Linked DNA regions of Sus scrofa: all the other regions are linked to region 4. Evidence: chromatin contacts called from public Hi-C and HiChIP or PLAC-seq data. All regions are on one chromosome and are shown on one strand. Each heading gives the region's core, a stretch centred on a gene start, on an enhancer-like site or on the middle of the called end of the contact. The rest is flanking DNA. Distances are from core to core; before and after follow the strand shown.

Evidence for each region. Hi-C and Micro-C count contacts between places; a contact is called where the count stands out from the background. HiChIP or PLAC-seq counts read pairs in DNA pulled down with a chosen protein or histone mark.
Region 1: a contact with region 4 is called in an H3K27ac HiChIP or PLAC-seq map of alveolar macrophages. The contact joins the enhancer-like site here to the promoter of BRPF1 in region 4. A contact is called at or near these places in 1 of 5 promoter capture datasets (fetal liver), 1 of 47 Hi-C or Micro-C datasets (heart right ventricle) and 1 of 2 datasets of contacts at active chromatin or transcription factors (alveolar macrophages).
Region 2: a contact with region 4 is called in an H3K27ac HiChIP or PLAC-seq map of alveolar macrophages. The contact joins the promoter of SRGAP3 here to the promoter of BRPF1 in region 4. A contact is called at or near these places in 1 of 5 promoter capture datasets (fetal liver), 1 of 47 Hi-C or Micro-C datasets (skeletal muscle) and 1 of 2 datasets of contacts at active chromatin or transcription factors (alveolar macrophages).
Region 3: a Hi-C map of liver shows a contact between it and region 4, with 5 times the contacts expected there. The contact joins the promoter of THUMPD3 here to the promoter of BRPF1 in region 4. A contact is called at or near these places in 4 of 47 Hi-C or Micro-C datasets (fetal skeletal muscle, heart right ventricle, liver and 1 more).

The regions. Positions count from the first base shown.
Region 1 is chr13:66,301,889-66,304,588 of Sscrofa11.1, reverse strand. FANCD2 (Fanconi anemia group D2 protein) reads right to left here. Exons shown (of 44, transcript XM_021069313.1): 41 at 1,613-1,687; 42 at 261-407. Among named protein-coding and RNA genes, the nearest start is that of FANCD2OS, 9.7 kb to the left of the region's middle. Within about 2 kb of position 1,403, at least 9 of the 83 cell types and tissues checked have an H3K27ac peak or open chromatin away from gene starts, as enhancers often do. A contact at or near this core is called in alveolar macrophages, where this site is marked.
Region 2 is chr13:65,758,562-65,761,261 of Sscrofa11.1, reverse strand. SRGAP3 (SLIT-ROBO Rho GTPase-activating protein 3) reads left to right here and starts at 1,370. Exons shown (of 25, transcript XM_021071097.1): 1 at 1,370-1,493. SETD5 (SET domain-containing protein 5) reads right to left here and starts at 1,289. Exons shown (of 25, transcript XM_013981946.2): 1 at 958-1,289.
Region 3 is chr13:65,719,231-65,721,930 of Sscrofa11.1, reverse strand. THUMPD3 (THUMP domain-containing protein 3) reads right to left here and starts at 1,375. Exons shown (of 11, transcript XR_002338099.1): 1 at 384-1,375. The region is part of intron 1 of SRGAP3 (SLIT-ROBO Rho GTPase-activating protein 3); the gene reads left to right.
Region 4 is chr13:66,019,697-66,022,396 of Sscrofa11.1, reverse strand. BRPF1 (peregrin) reads right to left here and starts at 1,350. Exons shown (of 12, transcript XM_021069303.1): 1 at 696-1,350.

The DNA of each region.
Region 1 (2,700 bases), core at 154-2,653, 280 kb before region 4:
AAAGCGGCTTACTAACCTGGCTCTGTGTCTGAGGCCTTTTTTTATACCAAAGGGCTGTTGTGGTGCCTTCACTTCCTGGGATGAGGAGTATGGCCTACAACCATTGCCTATGAGCAATGCTCCCCAACTTGAAGAGCTAAAGAGTCACAGACTAAGAGAAAAGCAACCGAGTATGGAGAGAGCAGTGCTGGGGTGACCTCCCTTCCACACTTCCCATCACTCTCACAAGGCATGGGAGAAGGAGACCACCACTGGGTTACCTGCAAGTCCCGGTTTTTGAGATTGCCCAGCCAGAAAGCCTCTCTGCAACTGTTGAGGGTAAGCATAGCTTTCACTCTGCAGACTAACAGCTCCAGGGTCTTTTTGAGCAAAGGCACATGTTTGGTGAGTTTTGTGTCCTGGTGAATCTGAATGAAAACAAACACACCCAACTCATTTGGATTTATCATCATGCTTTCACATCTCCAATATAGCGACTCTTGAATTCCTGACACTTGAACATTGAACAAGAGCATAGGCCAGAGACATGTTTCATCAAATAGCAGAAGCTTTGCAGAATATTCTGAAGAGAATGGCAGCTGTCCTTCAAGCTAAAAGAGCCTAGAAGACACACCACCGACACCTCTCATTTCCTCAAAACATCTTATTGACCAATTATCAATTACCTTACCTAAAAAAAAAAAATTCCTTTTTTTTTTTCAGGGCCACATCTGTAGCATAAGGAAGTGCCTGGGCTAGAGGTCGAATCAGAGATGCAGCTGCCAGCCTACACCACAGCCATGTGGCATCCAAGCCACATCTGCGACCTATGCTGCAGATTGTGGCAACACTGGACCCTTAACCTATTGAGAGAGGCCTGTGATTGAACCCACATCCTCATGGATACTAGTCAGGTTCTTAATCTGCTAAGCCACGATGGGAATTCCAATTTACCTAAAATATGCCTGAACATATATGATAGTAAACAACAGACAGTATCCTTTTTTAGCTGAGAGGCCTTAAAATTCCACCATTCAACATCTTGAGAAGTCAGAACCAGGGGAGGAAGTGCACAACAGGAACTGGGTGGGAGGACCACGGGTTTGCCAGTGACTATAGAACTCCATGGTTCTGTGTTTCCTCAGATAAAAAGTGACAATGGTTCAGTGGTAGGCTTCAAATCGAAAAGTCCTTGAAAGCTAAAATGTTCTCATAGGAGACAGATGTGTTCCTTGGCAAGTGAACAGTACAGATGAACAGCCCTAAACACAGCTGCTTTTGGAACTACCTCTTTATTTCCAGAAGAGTCATCACTGACATAACATTCCTCCTGCCCAGAGCGCTTTGTAGCCATTACACACCCACCAACATTCTCTCTCTCTCACCAAAGAAGACCTTCTAGAGGAAATAGGGCTACGGAGCGTGAATCAAATTTCAGATGCAGAAATTCCCCTCTAGTTGATTGCCCAATCTCAGCCAGCAACTGGGACTGACAATGCTGAATAAACTTCCTTTGGACAGACACAGTCCCAGAAATAAAGGGGGTGAAAAAGGAAGAAGGAGCTGCTGGAACCCATGGATCTCTAAATGGCAATGGCAGATTAAGCCCATGATGACCTGCTCTCCCTCTTACCTTGGAATGCCCACACAGGTGATGAAGCAATCTCGTGTTCAACTGGAAGGTTTCCAATAAACTCAGAACATCTTCCTAGAACCAACAACATGCATCAGTGCCAAATGAACTTTTTTTTTTTTTTTTTTTTTTTTTTTTGCTTTTTAGAGCCACACCTGTGGCATATGGAAGTTCCCAGGCTAAGGGTCGAATCAGAGCTACAGCTGCTGGCCTACACCACAGCCACAGCAACACAGAATCCGAGCCAAGTCTGTGACCTATACCACAACTCATGGCAATGCCGGTTCCTTAACCCACTGAGCAAGGCCAGGGATCGAACTTGCATCCTCATGGATGCTAATCAGATTCGTTAACCACAGAGCCACGACGGGAACACCATCATTTCATTTTAAGTGCAAGAAATTCTTTCAGTTAAGGGTTCCAAAGAATCCTGCAGGTTCCAGCCACATATGGATAATCACCTTTCCTTTATTAAATTTACTTACAATGTAAGTTTCAGGTGTACAACACAGCGATTCACAATTTTTACAGATGGTACTGGATAATTATCTTAATTTGCCCCTCAAACAGGAGGAGTGCTTGCTGGCCATCCTCTCCTTTCCCTTTCTGAGCTATAAGGGACCAGCCAAATATTGTTTTTTTACAAAGTTCAATTTGCTAAATATGTGTGAGAGATTGTCATCTCTGTTTCTATCCTTATTTCACTACTCTAGCCCTGGGTCCTACTCAGCTAAAAAAACTCTTTAAGATTGTCTTTTATAATGGCAAAGTTTACAACAAAAGTGAGTTTGGTTTTTTCCCCCCTAAATTCTTGAGACCAGACCTAGAGAAGCACATGGGAATAAGCAAATGACCCCCTAATATGTGAGGTCCTGGGAGTGCAGTAGCACAATAAACTCAAGCTAAAAGGAACAGCCATCCTCAGATGTGGAGGAGAAGCAGGAAGGTGGAATATTCAGTTCTCTGTGGGCATCTCTGGGGATGGCTGAAGTGACCAGAGGTGCCTAAGTAGATCTGTGACTCAGAACCTGGGCAAGGGGACTGCTCCCATGCCAGCCCAGAAGTCTCCATGGACACATCCTCTGAAC
Region 2 (2,700 bases), core at 121-2,620, 260 kb after region 4:
CCAGACCAGCAGAGCTGGCTGCAGCATCAATATCCAAGGGAAAGACCAGTTATTCCCAAGAAGTGAGACAAGCAAAGAGCTCTATAGAATAAATTAGCATAGAAGGGGCTTTCCCAACAGTTAAACTTTCCCTGTCACGCGATTCACCTACTTAAAAACCAGGGCTTTTTCTCACCACCATTCACTTCGCATCCCTGGCTTCCACGCAGAGGGAAAGGCAATTAATAGAGGCTACATTTTTCTGCCTTTAAAGATATTCTCAAATGATCTCTCTCCACGCCCAAGACAGGGAAAACGACACAATCTGGCTCAACTCCAAGCTAGAACCCTACAAATTCAGTGGGGCCATTTCAGAGATACTGGGGCATACGCCACTGAGAGCCCAAGAATGTGAGGTGGGGGTGGCGAAGCCCAACGTCTTTAGTGTGGGAAAGGAAGCAATCATCTGCAATAGGGACCCTAGGACGAGAGGAAAAGCGTCCAGGAACATTCTTGGAGGGGGGAGATCGAGGGCCCCAGAGCGACCAGAGTTGTCACAAGGCCGCGCGAACGGGGGTGGGGGTGGGGTTTGGGGAGGGGAAAAAAAAGTGTGCTGTGTATTTTGAGGAGGGCGGCGAGAGGCCTATTCTCAAGTAAAAGGTAAACGTGGAGTAGGCAGTTCACAGGAAAAGGGGTGAAGAGGCGTGGGGGGAGGGGAAACGTCCTGACCCAGGAAAGACATGAAAAGGGTAGTGGGGTCGACTAGATTAAGGAGGGGGCCTCTCCGCCTGGGAAAGAGGGGTACAGTGGTGTGGGGGGGCGAGGGGGGATGGGAAGGGGCAGCATCCTCCTGCTGAGAGCCGGGGGAGGGCCAGGCCCACGTCCCGAGAGCAAGCGCGAGGAGACGGAGGAGGTGACCCTTCCCTCCCCCGGGGCCCGGTGGTGAGGGGAGGTCTCTCTTTTCTGTCGCACCCTTACCTTGTCCCAGGCCTGGGCCCGGGCTGCGGCGCACGGCACTCCCGGTAGGCAGCAGGACTCGAGTTAGGCCCAGCGCGGCGCCACGGCGTTTCCTGGCCGGGAATGGCCCGTGCCCGTGAGGTGGGGGTGGGGGGCAAAAAGGCGGAGCGAGCCAAAGGCGGTGAGGGGGAGGGCCAGGGAAGGAGGGGGGGGCCGGCACTACTGTGTTGGCGGACTGGCGGGACTGGGGCTGCGTGAGTCTCTGAGCGCAGGCGGGCGGCGGCCGCCCCTCCCCCGGCGGCGGCGGCGGCGGCGGCGGCGGCGGCAGCAGCTCACTCAGCCCGCTGCCCGAGCGGAAACGCCACTGACCGCACGGGGATTCCCAGCGCCGGCGCCAGGGGCACCCGGGACACGCCCCCTCCCGCCGCGCCATTGGCCCCTCCGCCCACCGTCTCGCACCCATTGGCCAGCTCCCCGCCAATCAGCGGAAGCCGCCGGGGCCGCCTAGAGAAGAGGCTGTGCTCTGGGGCTCCGGCTCCTCAGAGAGCCTCGGCTAGGTAGGGGAGCGGGACTCTGGTTTGGGGGAGGGCCGGCGGTTTGGCGGGGGATGGGTGCTTGAGGTGGTCTGACCGGTAGCGGGGGTCGCCTTCCCTAGCGGGAAGTCGGGAGCATATCGTTTGTTACGCTGGAAGGGGAAGAGGTGGTGAGAGGCAGGCGGGAGTGCGGCCCGCCCTGCGGCAACCGGAGGGGGAGGGAGAAGGGAGCGGAAAAGCCTGGAATACGGACGGAGCCATTGCTCCCGCAGAGGGAGGAGCGCTTCCTGCTCTTCTCTTGTCACTGATTGGCCGCTTCTCCTCCCGCCGTGTGTGAAAACACAAATGGCGTGTTTTGGTTGGAGTAAAGCTCCTGTCAGTTACAGCCTCGGGAGTGCGCAGCCTCCCAGGAACTCTCGCATTGCCCCCTGGGTGGGTAGGTAGGTGGGGTGGAGAGAGCTGCACAGGCGGGCGCTGTCGGCCTCCTGCGGGGGGAGGGGAGGGTCAGTGAAAGTGGCTCCCGCGCGGGCGTCCTGCCACCCTCCCCTCCGGGGGAGTCGGTTTACCCGCCGCCTGCTCGGCTTTGGTATCTGATTGGCTGCTGAAGTCCTGGGAACGGCCCCTTGTTATTGGCTTGGGTCCCAAATGAGCGAAACCACTACGCGAGTCGGCAGGGAGGCGGTCTTTGGTACGGCCCTCCCCGAGGCCAGCGCCGCAGTGTCTGGCCCCTCGCCCCTGCGCAACGTGGCAGGAAGCGCGCGCAGGAGGCGGGGGCGGGCTGCCGGGCCGAGGCTTCTGGGTGGTGGTGACTGCGGCTCCGCCCTGGGCGTCCGCCGCCTGAAGGACGAGACTAGCTCTCTACCTGCTCTCGGACCCGTGGGGGTGGGGGGTGGAGGAAGGAGTGGGGGGTCGGTCCTGCTGGCTTGTGGGTGGGAGGCGCATGTTCTCCAAAAACCCGCGCGAGCTGCAATCCTGAGGGAGCTGCAGTGGAGGAGGCGGAGAGAAGGCCGCACCCTTCTCCGCAGGGGGAGGGGAGTGCCGCAATACCTTTATGGGAGTTCTCTGCTGCCTCCTTTTCCTAAGGACCGCCCTGGGCCTAGAAAAATCCCTCCCTCCCCCGCGATCTCGTCATCGCCTCCATGTCAGTTTGCTCCTTCTCGATTATGGGCGGGATTCTTTTGCCCTGGCTTAACCTGATTCTTGGGCGTTGTCCTGCAGGGGATTGAGCAGG
Region 3 (2,700 bases), core at 126-2,625, 300 kb after region 4:
CTTGTTCTGAATCTGGGACAGGACACGGTGTCTAACACAAATAACATTCAGTCCCCGCCATTAAGGAGCGCACAATCAGTGATACGACTTCTATCTTCCAAATAAGGCAGATGAAGCTCACGGAAAGACCTACCAAGATCAGAGAGCTAACCAGTAGCGCCGGCTGGAATGAAACCCACGTTTCCCGACACCCACCCCCAGGGCCCAAATCACAGGAAACCCGGGGAGCTGATGAAACCCAGTAAAAGGGAGTGAGAAGGGCTCCGCCGTGGATCGGGCTGAAGTGCACCCGTCGACAGCCAGGGTCTCAAGAGGACGGTTGACTCTCCCTCCCAAGGGTCATTGGTACCCTACCCGGCCACTCCCACCCACCGCCCGTTTACCAGCCGCCTGCGCTGACCCTTCCGGCTCCGGGACCACGCTGCCCGACGCGCTCAGGTCACGCCGCCGGAAACTGCCTCGGCGCCCCGGAAACGGAAGTCGAGTGGCACGGCCATAGCGGCACCAACCTGGGGGCGGGCTCTGGTGCACGTCGGGAGGAAGAGCGTTTGTTTGCAGGGTGGACTTCGGTAGGTGGTGGTCCGCTCCTGCAGTTGCGGGCAGGACTCCCTGCAGGCAGAATCTGGAACGCCGTTGGCCTCGTCGTCAGTTGTGGTAGTGGTCGATGTTAGTGTTTATCCCGCTGGTTCCGAGTAAGCGCTTCACACACGTAAATTCATTTGTTCCAGCAACTTTCAAGCAGGGGCCACTCTGTTTTAAAGCCGGCGAACCTGAGTCTCACAGAGGCTAAATGTTTTGCCCCCAAAGTAACATGTTACCTAACGTATGTTACTATTGTTTACTTAGTATTTTTCTTTAAATACTTGAGGAAGGTTAACTGCCAAGAATTTTAAAAGAGAATTTTATTTAAGCCAAACTGAGGATTATAACCCTGGAAGGAGATTTCTCTGAAAACCCTGAGAATCGTTTTGCCTCGGAAGGCATAGCCATATACGTTTTTTGTCTTGTTTTTGTTTGTCTTTTTTGGGGCCGTACCCACCGGCATATGGAAGTTCCCAGGCTGGGGATGGAATTGGAGCTACAGCTGCCGGCCTACACCACAGCCACAGCAACGCCAGATGCAAGTTGAGTCCTCAACCTGCACCACAGTTTATGGCAGCATCGGATCCTTAACCCACAGAGCGAGGCCGGAAATTGAACCTGAGTCTTCGTGGATACTAGTCGGGATCTTTAACCACTCAGTCACGATGGGGTGGGGGGAGTCTTGTCATATATATTTTTTAGACAAGGAATCATACATCAAAATGACATACTGATATTTTTTATAAAGTTCACCAAGGATACATAGTCCAGGTAAGCAACAAGTCACCATAACCTCTTTCAGAGATGAGAAAGTACACTATTCTTTTAAGAAGTTACATTGCTGGGGTTAGAAGAAAAAAAAAATTGATCTTTGCTGTAAGCAGGCACTTCCATCTTTGAGTAGCTCTGGTTAATGTGTAAAGCACATGAGCGAGGGAGGAGGCCAAACAGAATTTTGCCTTTAATTTTTTCCTTGTCCTGCCTTAAAATATAAATTTTATTTCGTCATACATATCTTCAACTTAAATGATTTTAGAAGGGCATTTTTACAGTTCAACAATGTAAAGATAACCCAGTTTAAAAATGGGCAGAGGCTTGAATATTTCTCTAAAGATGATACACATATGGTAAATAATCACGTGGAACGATGATCAATATCACTAGTAATTAGGAAAATGCAAAGTAAAGCTACGGTAAAATACCTATTTGGTTAAAAGTTTTTTTCTTTTCTTTCTTTTTTTTGTGGTCTTTTTAGGGCCATACCTGTGGTGCATGGAGGTTCCCAGGCTAGGGTTCAAATCAGAGCTGTAGTCCCTGGTCTACACCACAGTCACAGCAATGCCAGATCTGAGCCTCACCTGCCACCTACACCACAATTCATGGCAATGCTGGGTCCTTAACCCACTGAGTGAGGCCAGGGATTGAACCCATCTCCTCATGGATACTAGTCAGATTTGTTTCTGCTAAGCCACAACAGGAACTCCTAAAAGTTTTTTTCAAAATAGGCAGTTCCAAGTTTCAGTAAGAATGTGGTGGATTGGAGCACTTAGGCATTGCCGGTGGGAATGAAAAATGGTACAGCCACTTTGGAGAACAGTTTGTACTTCCCTCAAAAAAGTTAAAGAGTATTGTCGAGAAAAAAAAAAAAAAAAAAAAAAAAGGAGTTCCCGTCGTGGCGCAGTGGTTAACGAATCCGACTAGGAACCATGAGGTTTCGGGTTTGGTCCCTGCCCTTGCTCAGTGGGTTAACGATCCGGCGTTGCCCTGAGCTGTGGTGTAGGTTGCAGACGCGGCTTGGATCCTGTGTTGCTGTGGCTCTGGCATAGGCTGGGGGCTACAGCTCCGATTCGACCCCTAGCCTGGGAAGCTCCATATGCCGCGGGAGTGGCCCAAAGAAATAGCAAAAAGACAAAAAAAAAAAAAAAAAAAATAGTATTGTCATATGACTCAGCATTTCTCCTGGTAGGTATACCCAAGAGAACTGAAAGCAGATGTTCAAACAAAAACTTAGACATGAATGTGCCCAGCAGCATTGAGCATTGGAAATAATCCTAATGTCCTTAGCTGATGAATAGATAAACAAAAGTGGTATATCCACCACACAATCATACAATACAG
Region 4 (2,700 bases), core at 101-2,600:
CCTCTTGGCTCCTCTCTGCGACCTAACCAAGCTAGTGAGCTGCTCCAGCCTCTGTCAAAGCCTCTGACTGCCTTATCAGTTAAACTACTCCTTCAACTCGCTCCTACTTCCTACCTGTAGCTGTCTTTAAACACAAACCAATCGAAGCACAAACAAGCTCTCCTCTTTCAATGATGGGTCCCTGGTGAACGCTGCAGCTCTGCTGCCCAGGTTCCCCAAGTAGCACAGAGCTCCGACAAATGTCCCGCTGGGACTCAGCAGCAGAAACACAGTGAAGAGACTCGGGAACTTAGACCTGAAAGCCCCTGGGGAGGGCCCCAGGCTCAGGGGTTTGGCGGCGGTATCTGCCCCAGGCGCTCAGGGGGCTGGAGGAAGTAGGGGGCGGAGGCCAGAGGGATCAGGCCAGGCCCAGGCGGTGCCCGCAGCCCTCTCCCGGATGCGGCGACGTTTCCCCTTTGTCGAAGTGTAACAAGTTAAACAAGGTTCCCCTCCTGCCATTGGCCCAGGCAGCCCTAGGCAGCCCCGGAGGATACACTGTTACCTCGGGTTGCCGGCTGGAAGCGAACGCTCTGTCAGTTCTCCGGGCTGGAGTGGCCCGAGGGCACTCGGGCCGGGGAGCCCGGTGCGCGCCCCACGAAAGCAGCCTACCCCTTCCCGGCTGGCCACTCCCGCCCGGGTCCCAGGCTCGCACTCACCGGCCACCTCGAGTCCGGGCTCATCGCCGGGGGCGCCCGCCGGGGCTCCGACCCCACTTGGGGAGGCCAGCGGGGAAAGACGGGCCGGGGAGGGGAAGCCCCAACTCCAGAGACTGCAGACCTCGCCACCCCGGCCCCCTGCCGCCCCACGCTCTGGTCCGGCTCCCTGGGATTCCCGCGCTGACCCCTGCCGCTCCCAGTCCCGCCGGCGCCCGGGTGTCTCAATTCCGGCGGCCGCCGCCCCTTTCGAGAACCCCTAGGTTGCCTGGCCTCGGGACCCGACGCTGCTGGAACAAAAGAGGTTCCCGGAGGCAACGCGGGGACGGCGGCAGCAGAGACGGTGGCGGCAAAGGCAGTGGCAGCGGCGGCGGCAGCAGCGGCGGCGACGGCGTCTGCGCAGGGTAAATGCGTAGCCGCGGCGCTGCCGACCTGCACTTTCGCCACAGATCCCCTCCCGCCCGCTGAGGCTCGAGAGGCCATTCTTTAGGATTCGGAAGGCCCCTGGATACCCCACAGTGCTCTTCTAGCACCTCCATCTTAGAGTTGAGTTTCTGGAGACTGAAATTGAAGTACTCGGGATCCGGATTGGTAGGGCCGTTTGTAGCGAATCTGCGGTCACGGACGGTGAGCGCGGGACTGGGCGTGAGGAGCCCGCCCTTCTCCCTTCCCCCTCCGCCTCCTGCCCCCCCGCCCCCTCCCCATCCCCTAGCCCTCCCTCCCTCCCTCCTGGCGCCGCGGCTGCGGTAGGGACCTGGCCTTGGTCTCCGAGGAAGGCGGCGAGGCGGGGCCGGAGCCACGGGGCGGGGCTGGGGGCAGGGCCAGGACCAAGAGGGACGCGGGCTGGAGCCTAAGGGGGACCTGGAGTTACGGGTGAGGGCGGGGCGGGGCTGGAAGAGGATAAACCAGTCTACGGGGCGGGGTTTGCGGGGAGTGGGCGGGGCCATCTGTAAAGCAGGCCCCAGTAAGGAGAATAGGGGTTGAACTGGGCGGGGGTTAAAGGGTGGGACTAAACAGAAGAGTGGGCCATAGGAAAGAAAGGGCGGGGTTTTGGATAGGCCTGAAACTTGGAGCTGGTTTAGGGAGAAAGAATAGAGCTGGGAAAAACGGAAGCGAGACTGAAGGGAATGGGCGGGGCTTGGAAAAGGTAAAGGGGCAGGGCTGGAGAAAAGGTGTGCATTTGAAAGTAGCAGCCAGATTGGGGCGGTGGAGAAGGCCGGTCGGGTGTGAAAGGGCTTTTGCACGGTATAATAGGATTCAGATGCTAGGAGCCCTGTAGCTTGATGGAGAAATGCTTCATGGCTACGGGTCGCCGGTTGGAAGATGGTGTCAAAACAGAGCTGGTTTGAATGTGACTGGGCCACTTAGCAGATATGTGAATTTGAGCAGGTTGTTAAATTCTTCTTACCTCATATTGCTTATTTGTAAAGCGGAGTGCCACAACTCTACTGGTCAGTTCCCGGGCGCTTCGGAGAACTTGGGTGCCAAGAAGAGTCCACTAGCTAAACAATACCTGGGCTGAGCCTCTCCAGTTTTGCCATCAAAGAGGAGAGTTAAAGGGTCTTCCAGGGTTCTGGGGCAAAGCCCAAATCATCTGGAAGGTTCTATTTTACCTTAATACAAACCTTGCATTCAATCCACTGTAAAGTATGTGTTTACATATTCAATATCTTCCCCCAAACATCCTCGTAAAATGGACACTTCACGAAAAGATTTGCTGGTTAAGATCTCGGGATCTGAAGTCAAACTGATGGGTTCTCTTCAGTAAATGACAAATTCTCTGAACCTCAGTTCCATGTGTATAATAGAGATAAAATAGTGCTTACCTCACAGGATTGTTGTGAGGATTGAATAATACGATGCTCGTAAATCACATAGCACAGTGGGATGTTTTTGGCCACACTGACATGTTGAAGTTCCCAGGCCAGGGATTGCACCTGCACCATAGCAGCTACCTAAACTGCTGCTGGTCCTTCAACCTCTGGGCCACAAGAGAACTCTCACATAG